Regions from separate parts of the Mus musculus genome. Here all the other regions are linked to region 2. The links are chromatin contacts, called in public Hi-C maps. All regions are on one chromosome and are shown on one strand. Each heading gives the region's core, a stretch centred on a gene start, on an enhancer-like site or on the middle of the called end of the contact. The rest is flanking DNA. Distances are from core to core; before and after follow the strand shown.

Region 1 (3,549 bases), core at 1,016-3,515, 150 kb after region 2:
AGACACACTGTGACCAGTGGCTCATGCTCATGCCACAAGATCTAGAGGGATTGCCTCGTCCATGCCTTTCCTACCATGAAGGACTGTACCTTCGAACTGTGAGCCAATTGAAAGAAAAACCTTTCTTTCTTAAGTTTCATTAGTTAGATATTTTGCCCCACCAACAAGAAAGGTATCTAATATAGTTGATAAGCTAATAGCCTGGCTCAGAGGTTCTGCCCTCATCTACTGTTGTTTGAGTTGGATGTTCCTTACTTAGTCATTGTGGGCTGGTATGAATGAAACACTTCTGCCTGACTGCTTTGGCCAAGAACTTTAGGTACCCTGAGATGAAGATACCACTCTCAATTACATAAGGGCCCCAGGGCCACAGGAAGAGTATTGCAATTGTAAGAGGAAACTTACAACAGTGTCCACCACACTCAGGTCTGTACCCCCTAGTCTGTTACCATGGTTGACATCCAGACTCCTAATGAACACTCAATGACAGGCACACACTCCTGAAGGTCACTTTTGCCTCCATCCCAGCAATCCTGGCTGAATCTCTGTTGTCCTTTCTCAGACTCACCTAGCCTCTGGCCACTTTTGCTCCCTATTTGAGGGCTAAACCCACCACCTTTTTCTTCTTCAGTTCACAGAGGCCTGTGCTGGAGGTGAGCTGCCTGTGGCTCCACATTTGTGCCTGTACCTGTTCCCTGTCTCTTGCTCATCTCCTTATTCTGAAGGAGCAGCAGACAGGACTCAATGGACTCAATGGACTCACTCAATGGACTAAGGTTGAAGAAGTGAATGTTCAGACCTAATATTCAGCCCACTTTGGAGACCTGCTTCTAAAACAACTTAGCCATATTTTTTTTCCCCAATCAACCTCCTACATTGAAAGATCAGGACCCCGCCAGTTTCTGGGATGACAAAAAAGATCCTTAAAGGTAGTATTTCCCCCAAAAGAGCCAGAAGGGAAATCTCGACTAACTTTTGATGCTGGGAAGCTTCATCCGGTTTTGTCAGGCTGTGTGCTGAGTTTCTGGCTTAGCCTCCTCCCTCTCGGTGGCACGTGAGATGGCCTAGTCACCAACAATGCAAAGATCAATCGAGGTGTTTTTCATGTTACGATATTAAGCTCACACCAAATCCGGACTATCTGAATAAATACTATTTGTTCCTTGATGACACGGGGCAGTGTAGTGATGAGAACCATGAACGTGAGAGCAAGAAATAACTGATTTCAGGGTGGGGCAGAGATGGCTGGGTCAGGATGACACATTTCCTTTGCAAGCATGGAGGCCAGAGTTCAATCCCCCAAACCCATCTAACACAAGTTTGGGATTGCAGCGAGAACATGTACCTCTGGTGATGAGGAGACGGAGACAAAGAGGATCCCTGAGCATGCTGGGAAGCCAGCCTCGCCTCACAACTATGCTCCAAGCCAATGAGAGAGCCTGTTTCCAAGGAGATGGATGGTGCTCCTGAGAATGACAGGGGGGGGGGGGTTCTTCTCCAGCATCTACATGTGCGTGAATACTCTTGCACCCACAAACACACATATATGCACATACATGCATACACATCTTAGCTAGCTGAATGGTCTTGGGTAAATGAATGACTAAATGGCTCACCCCCAATTTCCATTCCCCGTCCTCTGTGAGTCTGTGGGGATTTACTGAGGGACTAATGCTGGTGAAGTGCTTAGCAAGGTATCTGATGATCAAAAAGTACTTAATGCATGTCGTTGTTGAAAGACCAGTATCTACCACATACTCTGCTAGGTTCTGGGACACAGGGATGAGTAAGATACGCTATTAAAAATGCTAAAATGGGATGAGACGTTAAAGCCTATGTGGTATATCCCCCTAGAAAACCTAAGAGTCAAGCAAAGACCGTGTCTAGCTTCTATAGCAGGGGAGAGGCGAGACCAATTTGATCTTAGTCACAAAGCTGGCTGATTCTAGACCTTCTGAAAACAAAATCAAGAATGTCCAAGATTATTGTTTCAAATTCTGGTGTTACAGATTCCATTTCAGCTTAAATTCTTAAACCAACCACTACCAGCTCCTCTATGACTGCCCAGGGAGGCACTCATGGCAGCTTGAACTGCAGTTTAAGACTAGTGACGAGAAGGCCAATGGCTCCCAGCCCAGCTCTGAAGCCGCCGTGTCCTGCAGCAGGTGGCTGATGTCCAGAGCCCCTCTGAGAAGGCAGGGCAGATCGTAATTGCTGATTAGGTAGCAAGAGAGGGAGCACATGTCCCTGGCACCAGTTCTCATAATGTCACAGTACAGAGCTCTGTGGATGGCGGGTCTGTCATGCCTCACTATCCAATCATCTAATCACAGCCATCTCAGGCGCACCCCAATTCCAGTCCCTTGGCAAGGCCCTAAGTGCCCCAACTTAGATCCAGGACCACAGCCAACTTCTGATGCTGTCTTTCATTTGTTTGGGCTTTTGGCAAGGTCTGAGATATCCCGCCAGTCAAATATTGGGGATTTTAATTCCATTCCAGATGGGGACCAGCTCTCCAACAGAGACTCAGGCCAGGCACTGACCCAAGTGCCCCGGGAGCTAGACTTGAGACAAAGACCAAGGTCAGATGCTTCATCCATGATAAGGGGCCCACTTATAGCTTGAATATTTTGGCCCTTGTTTCTTGCATTTCTCCCAAACCAAAATCGTGTTGCCACACAGGTCTGAGAACAGAGAAAGCCTGAATCTGGCTTTTATCTAGAATGTTCTTAAGAGGTCCAAAAAGCCTGTTAGTCAAATTCATCTTCTTGCTAGGAAATGTCCCTCCTCCTTTGAGATGTTCCTTCCCGTCAGATCTTAAACAGCAGAGAATCATTCATTCCATAACTATCTTTGCTTGTTAAACCCCTTAGCTAGGTAAAACACTGAATTGGGGCACAGGCACACACAGGCACACACACACAGCAACTGGTCTGAACTCAGGGTTCAGAAAAAGTCAGTAGAGAGTTAAAGTAAATGTGGAGAGTGTCTCAGACAGTGGGAAGTGTGTAAGGTGCATATTATATATAACATGTCAGTGAGGAAGAGCTTGTAGTGGTGGCTACCACTTATTTCATGCTTCTTGCATGATGACTGTTTTACATGAACTAATTAGATGCTTAGAATCAGCTAGTGCTATTATTCTTATTTCTAGATGATTATTAAAGACCTTGGATTTAAGTGAAGTTACACAATGTTTCCTAGTTCAGTGACTAGGAAATGACAAGGAAAAAAATAACTGAGTTTTGTTTTCAGCTTTTACTGAGGCAAAGATAGAAAGTCCTTTATAGTTAAAGTGTAGAATGCAGTGACGTAATACATGTACACACTGTAAAAGTCATCACCACAATCACGGTAATCAACATATACATTGTATCGCATAGTGAACTCATTTGTTGTTGGAAAACATCCATTTTCTTGGCCAATTTCAAGTGTATCTGTTGCTCTTAGTTGGAGTCATTGTGCTGTGAGTTATATATTAAAAACTTGCTCAACTTGTAAGTAAAAGTCTATACATTTGATCAACATCTGTTTCCCCATTTCTCCTAC
Region 2 (3,541 bases), core at 101-2,600:
ACACACACACACACACACACACACACACACACACACAGGTTATTTAGTATATAGGTTCTTTCTTTTTCTTTAAATATGCTAAGGACAGTCTCAAGGGACCAATGAAGAAGCACAATATTATATCTGACATTTCTAAGCAAGGAGAAGAAGAAGAAGAAGAAGAAGAAGAAGAAGAAGAAGAAGAAGAAGAAGAAGAAGAAGAAGACGACGATGAGGATGACGATGATGTGTCTGTATGCAAGCATGCATGTATGTCTGTGCACTTTGTGTTTAGAAACTGGAAGACAACCTTAGCTGTCATTCCTCAGGCCCTATCCACCTTGTTTTGCTTTGCTTACTTTTCCTGCGATGAGGTCTATTGCTGGCTCATAACTTGAGCCGTATGTTAGATCAGTCAGCTAGTGGGTTTCAGGATCTACCCATTCTGTCTCCTTAGCACTGTGGTCGTCGCGATTGTGCTCCACCATGTCCAACATTTCTTAGGTGGGTCTTAGGGATCAAACAAACTCGGGTCCTCGTGCTTACAAAGCAAGCACTGTCCCTACCCCCTTGATAATTTTCCCAGACCTTGATTATTTATTGTTATCGAAATGATCTCACTATGCAGCACAGGCTGGCCTGGAATTCACTATGTAGGACAGGTTGGTCTCAAACTCACACCAATTCACCTACCTCAACATTCCCAGCGAATGGGGAGATCATTGGCCTGAGTCAGCTTGCCTAGTAAGACTTTTATATAAAACAACTGAATTCAAAGATAAACAGAGCTCAGACTCCAAATAGCAGGCTGTGATGTAGGCGTGTCTGGCCACGTCTCACTCTGCCCCCTGAGAGCCAGCCCACTGGAAACTGGACAAACCTATTTGGAAATGTGAATGTCTTCCCCCGCCCCCCACTCCCAGCCCCCTGCATCCTGCTGAAGGCCCCAAAGTTCTGGAGATAACAAGTTTGCCTCATCTCTGCCCTCATTGAGAGCCTTCCCAGGCTCCTCTGGCCGTCATGCAAGGAGGTTTCTGAGAGACGTGTCTTACTTTTCTCATAGCTCGTATCTATGCCTACAGACTGTGATCAAATGGGATGCTTCTTAGCTAAAGTCCAAAGCTCAGTAGAGTGTTCACATTCTCCGTTCTTAGGAAACACACGCATCAGTCAGCACCAAGGGGGTTGGGCGGAGAGGGTCAGCTAGAATTCAAGGAGATGACCCGTAGAGAAAGAGCTCTTTCCTCCCACACCTCCCACTGGCTTTGGCCTCACTGTATTTTTTTTTGCAAAGGGCTTTGAAGACACAAGTGAAAGAAATCTCAGTGGTCGGAAGCCAGAGAAAGGCAGCTGCCAAGGGAAGATTAGTCCCAAGGAACAGAGAAAGAACACCCGCGAGCAGGGTGACGTCATACGGAAGAAGGGCAGAAGAAGGGTTGTCTGAGTCCCGGATCTTCTGCCACCGTTTTAAGCAACCCATTTAATTAAAGTTGTGTCTCTTGCTGGCATGAGAGCAATGGAAGTGTCAGTTTGCTTGTCAGAGGCTCCTTTGCCTGGAGCATAGATCAGAGCCTGGGTGGCCGTGTGCCAGGCTTCTCTCCAGCACAGATGGGAAGGCCAGGGGTAATTACCCTGCCCTGGCCACTTGCCTTCCTGTGTGAAATTATAGAAAAGTAGGAGACAGTGTCTCCACCCGATTCTTATCCTTCATCATTTCCAGGGAAGGGATAAAGACAAGCACACACCTCGATCTCATGCAGGCAGGAAGGCTGCCTGGAACCTCTCCCCTCTAAGGACAGTTTTGGAGGAGGACAAGCCTGCTGTGGAGGTAAGCTGGGAACTGCACCAGCTACGGAGACTGTCTGACCCACGGCTCTCCAAGTATAACTAGCTCAGAGAGCTGTCTAATCTTTGCAGGGTACAAGCAAAGAGATTACCCGTCTCTGCCCTCCGCTGTGGCTTGCCATGTCTCCTGTCTCCGATCTCCTCTGCCCAGTCTTCAATGGGAACACTAGACGATCCTGGGCTGTCTGCTCACTACCAGTCAAGACTGGAACTTGAGGTTTCTGTGTCCTCACTAGGAATCAAGGTTTGGGAGGAGAGGATGTTCCTTGTCCTCTTGACTGTCCTCCTGTGTCACAGTTGGTGTGGAGGACAGGCGTGGGCGGCTGTGGGGTGTGTTAGCTAGAGGTCAGTGTGTCCAAAGTCTCCCTTAGCTTTGTTGGCCCTCACGTCTGTGTCCTATGTAGTCAGGAAGCTGAGGCACCTGGTTAATCAGCGCCCCGCTTCCATGTTCTGAGGCCACTTCTCTGTCCAGTCAATTCTTCCCCGCCCCCTTGCTCTCTGAAAAGCCCTTTTCTCCACCTTAAAAGGAGGCTCAGTGCTGCCTCCTTTTCGTTACTCCTAACCACCAGGCTCCTCCTGCCTTCTTCCTCTCTACCTCTCCCTGCATGTGTTGCTCTCTGCTGCAGTCTCTGCTCCCCTACTTTTCATAGAGCTCTTCTTTCTTGTCCTCCAGGACTCAGTCAATGTTCCACCCCCTCCCCAAAGACAGGCCTTCCTTGACCTCTGAAGCTAAAGACCCCGGGTCCATACATCTTCATCTCCATTTTTCACAAGTCCCGCTGTTTTGAATCTTGAAGCACTGGGTGACAAAGGAGGCCAATGACCACGGGTTGTGTTTTTCCTCATCCTTTGTCCACTGGCCTTGCAGGTTGCAGGCAGGAGATTGAAGCAGGGTGGGAGGTATAGGCTGAGAGTTTCCAGTTCCTGCCTCAGGTCGTAGCTTCAGTGGCAGTCAAGGCAATCGGAAACCTTTGAAGGATGTTAAGCAGAAAGCGGCATCATCCAGTACACGTTCTGAAAACATCACTGTGATTGCTCTGTGCAAAATGTATTGGATTTGGGGGAAGGATTTAGGAGGCAGTCCCAGTGAGAAATGATAATGGCTTGGACCAGAGTGATTGCAGCTCAGAGGGAGAGAAGTGGGCAGATTAAAGCTGTCTTTGAAGGAAGGATTAACAGAAGTTGGTGATTGTTCGGTTGCGATGCTTGAGGGAGAAATAGGGTTAGAAATGACTTCCTGGTTTCTGGTTTGGGCAACTGTGTAGACAGAATGTCATTTATCATGATGATAAAAAGTTAGATGGAACGGACGTTGGTCTGTTCAGGGGGAAAGTTCATGTGTATTTCTGTGGTCATTTTTCTCTTTGATTCCATAGTATGCTTTATCTATCAAATCTATTACCTATCATCTATGTATCTGATTATTTGTTTATATGTTATCTACTGTGCTTTGATGTTTGGACTGTGTTACACAAACCATATGATTATCTTATGTTCTAAATGTTAGCTGTGCGTAGATAGAATATTTGATGACATAAGATATAGTTACCCTACCAAATTCATAACTTAAATCCTGTAATGGTGTTTTGTTTTGGTGTATAAATTCCTTAAGATTTTACATGGATTCAAAATACTGCTTGTGAATAATCACAGTTTACTTTTCCTATTGACAATCTGTGAGGCTGTACTTCTATAACTTACAAAAGCTAAAGTCTCA
Region 3 (3,718 bases), core at 132-2,631, 170 kb after region 2:
AGGACATCAAGTCCAGGGATGAACCAGGTAGCCTCAGACAGTGACATCAGACACATAACGAAGGTGCCGAGTCTTCATTACCCTGCCCGTCTTGTCAGCAGGAGGGCTGGAGGGTCCCCAAGAGCCATGTGTCCAGATGGACCATACCAGGAGAAACGCCATGTGTAGCTAGTTCTTTGGAGGTGCCTGTGACCCAGTGGGTAACAGTTCTATTCCTTTTCTAGAAATTAAAATAAATAAGCAAGAGAAGCAATCTGGAGGCTTCCCGATACAGATGAGGGAACCATCCGTTGCTCAGTTTTGTCTTCCTAGAAAGGGCAGATGCCAAACATGATCTTCCCCTGTTCTGCTGGTACATTATTTTCCCCCTTCTTTGCAGGCTGGCTTTTCTCGGCTGTCTTTTTGAATACCTCGAGCAGAACACCCCTGTCTTGTTAATGACTTCAAAGATACCAGGTCCACTGTGCAGCGAGTGATAAAAATGTACACAGCATGTGTTGGATAAATTAATAAACTCTCTGGAGCCTACGAGTCCTCAGGCCCAGCAGCACCGTAATGAAATGTTATTCTGAAGTGGAGGAGGTGGGAAGGAGAAGGGGAGCAGTATTTAATATATGCAAATTAACTAGTATGCAAATTGTCACTAAGTTAAAAATAACGGACTGCGAGAGGAGCCCATTTTTTAAGCAGCTTGTTTATTCATTAGCCTAATTTCCATTATCAATCCTTCTGTTTTCTTCTTTATTAAGTACTCACATTTGGGGAAGTTTGCTTCCTACAAATTGTGTTTTACTCCAAAAACCCATAACAATGCTTAAAACAATCACCATATATTAGCTTCTCTCTGTCTCCTTGATTTTGCCCTTAGCGAGCATCCTTTCTTTTCTTCCTGTTGCTTACCTCTCCTGGTCTTCCCTATCTCGGTTCTCCGGGACCTTTTGTTTCATTGCTGAAGGCGGCTCCTACACGGCAAGGGGCGAAGTGAGGAGAAGCCGCTTGCCTTAAAAGATCTTATTCTAAGGACCCCTTCTCCCAGGCGCTCACCTGGATAGGGTGGACGTTGCCACGCAAAAAGCAGCCCAGTTTGTTTTGTAGACCACCAGCATCCCCTGGCTAAGTAACAGAACAGCCAGAAAAATGCTCATCCCGATTCGGGTCTGTATATGGCCTCCTCAGCTTGAGACAGACCTTATATACAATGTTAAGACAAATTGGCATCCAAAATCCAACTCTTTTGTCTCAAGGAGCCGAGCCGCCACCTCGCTATGTGCAAGCTCTGGTGCCCCCTCGAGGCCAAGAACGGAACAGACCGTGGAGAGTCCTGGCAGATGCTGAAGTAGGCAGGAGGGTTCACACAAAGCCTTTGGTTGAAGCTTTCAGAAAGCAGGCTCCTTGAAAGAGGGGGCGCCTGTGAGCAGCTGTGGAGGGGGACTTATGGGTTTAGCCTTCCCTAAAGCTGCAAGGCTGAAAGGTTGGTTATTGTTTCAGCTGTTGTCATTTTGCACGTGGTTTTTAATCACATTGTTAATTTGGGCAGTAAAATAGGGTTTTCCAGGTTTTTCTCTGAACGTGCTGCTAGATAGCATCTGTACAGGCTCTGTGCCCCTGGCATGTGCATCTTAGATGTTGAAAGGCACACATTGAGGCTCAGGATTCTCATGCCCTTGGAGTCCTGTGGCCAAGCTACCCTGGGAACCCAAGGCTGGTCACCCCAGGATCCCCACTGCATACCTGAATATGCCAAATGATTTCACAGTGACCACAAATTCCCAGAGCAGATAATTCCAGCTACAGCGGTCACTGGTGTTTATAACCTCCCAAGAGACATACTATGTCAGAGGGGGGAAGCTATGGTTTTCATCTCTTCACTCGGGGTCTGAGCTTTGGTCAGCTCCCCTACCCCCACAGGCACACACACTAAAGTACCCATTACTCAAGGGCAATGGCATCAAATGTAAAGGGTCACACTTAGGCAGCTGCCAGAGATCAGCTGCAGACAGGAGGTGGCTAGGGACTGAATTTACATCAGCTTCTGAGCCTCTAGTCCAGACAGCAATCTCCCAAAGCTCTTAAAAAAATGGTGTCAAATGGCCAAAGACCTTCAAGAGACAATGGCATCAGAAATGGTCTCTGACACTAAATGCTGAGGGGAACCAGAAAGATAAATCATTATCATTTAAGCTCTGCGCGTTTTTTTAGACATAGTGTTTTTGCAATGTTTCCATAGAATGAAGAAATAAATCACCCTGCCCTTGACACTTTTAATAACTTTAAGAATGTGGTTAGGGTAATACTTAACTTTATTGACATATTGTATGGTTCATCCATCTCATCAAATGTCAATGAAACTTCGATGAGTATTAACTGAGGGCCCATAATACACTAGGAACTGGCTAGAAACACCCCCTCCCCCCGCCGAGTTCTCAAGTACCTTCCAGAAGCTCTCACTCACCGGCTTGACTGCTTCTGTGGAAATCGATCGCCTAGAAGGTTGTGCTTGAGGTTTGGAAGCTGGGACTCAGCAGAATCTAGCTAGGGAATTTGGTTTGCTGACTTTGGGGGGAGGGGGGAAATCCCTTCTTGGACTATTTGTGAGTATTCTCAGATTTAGGTGCCTCCTGTGAGCTTGGGACACAGACATGATAAATGGCCATTGGACAGTTGTGCTCCAGAGAGTCTGTGCAGCTTCTATAACTCAAGGTGGGCTCTGGAATTGCCTGGTCTCTACTTTCACAGAACAGGAAATAAGCCCAGGTAGGATCAACTCTTCAAAGTCACAATGCTACAACATAGCAGAACACTTGAAAATTGACTGTCTTGATTCTCAAGCCAATCTTCTCTCCACTAGTGTTCCGTTGGTGGTTGTATATTTTACAAAGGTTGAGAAAAGAAGGGAGAGGTCCAGTGAGATGGCTCATTGGGTAAGGATGCTTGCTGCTAAGCCCGACAACCTGAGATTCTGAGAAACCAGGGAAGAGAGGATGGAAGGGGTGAGCATATCAAACAATGCAAGGACTGACTGTGGTGACATCTGGCTCTTCTCAGCACAGGTTTCTCTCTCATTTCAAAGTTGAGCTGCTGTCTTTCCAAGAACACTGTGACCACCAACCCTCCCCTCTCAGCCATTCTAAGAGAGTCTTCATGTTTCCATTTGGACATTACTACTCCAAGAAGCTGTGCCTTTCCATGAAACCTAACTGCATCTTTTCAAGGCCCCCAAACCACATTACCTCCCCCTCACAGCTCCTAACATACTCCATTTTAATTGTATTTTATTTGTCTGCCTTCTCCAATCTTCTGTGAACAGCTGAAGGGTAGGGGCTAAGTCTGTTCTGAGCTCTCAAGATTGTCTCTATAGATCCTAAAGATAATAACTCTAAGAATGCAGTGAAGGTAATACTTAACTTATTGATATTGTTTACCATTCATCCATCTCATCAGACCTCAATTAAATCTCAGTGACCATTAAATAAGGGTTCGGCATGTCCTCAGCAGTAGAGCCTGGCATAGAGTAGATATCCAATAAATATTTTAGAATCCATAAATGAAGAGTGGGACACAGAGTCTCATCAGGAGGAAAGTGTCATTAGCCATTCCTCTCACAGAGTGATCCAATTTCTCCTGTCCCCTGAATACATCCTTGGCTGCTAATCTAAGCATTCTATAGTCAGACTTAGTTTGCCTGAGAAAACATATTATGGACCATGTAAAGATGAAA

Evidence for each region. A called contact is a pair of places that touch in the nucleus more often than the background predicts.
Region 1: a Hi-C map of cerebellum shows a contact between it and region 2, with 1.8 times the contacts expected there. The contact joins two enhancer-like sites. A contact is called at or near these places in 2 of 484 Hi-C or Micro-C datasets (cerebellum and uterus) and 1 of 9 other capture datasets (liver).
Region 3: a Hi-C map of cerebellum shows a contact between it and region 2, with 2.6 times the contacts expected there. The contact joins two enhancer-like sites. A contact is called at or near these places in 6 of 484 Hi-C or Micro-C datasets (cerebellar granule neurons, cerebellum, cerebral cortex and 3 more) and 2 of 115 datasets of contacts at active chromatin or transcription factors (embryonic midbrain and neural progenitor cells).

The regions. Positions count from the first base shown.
Region 1 is chr9:101,709,622-101,713,170 of GRCm38.p6, reverse strand. No RefSeq gene overlaps it. Among named protein-coding and RNA genes, the nearest start is that of Gm31326, 270 kb to the left of the region's middle. Within about 2 kb of position 2,265, at least 7 of the 459 cell types and tissues checked have an H3K27ac peak or open chromatin away from gene starts, as enhancers often do. A contact at or near this core is called in cerebellum, where this site is marked.
Region 2 is chr9:101,860,595-101,864,135 of GRCm38.p6, reverse strand. No RefSeq gene overlaps it. Among named protein-coding and RNA genes, the nearest start is that of Gm31326, 120 kb to the left of the region's middle. Within about 2 kb of position 1,350, at least 52 of the 459 cell types and tissues checked have an H3K27ac peak or open chromatin away from gene starts, as enhancers often do. A contact at or near this core is called in cerebellum, where this site is marked.
Region 3 is chr9:101,687,929-101,691,646 of GRCm38.p6, reverse strand. No RefSeq gene overlaps it. Among named protein-coding and RNA genes, the nearest start is that of Gm31326, 290 kb to the left of the region's middle. Within about 2 kb of position 1,381, at least 37 of the 459 cell types and tissues checked have an H3K27ac peak or open chromatin away from gene starts, as enhancers often do. A contact at or near this core is called in cerebellum, where this site is marked.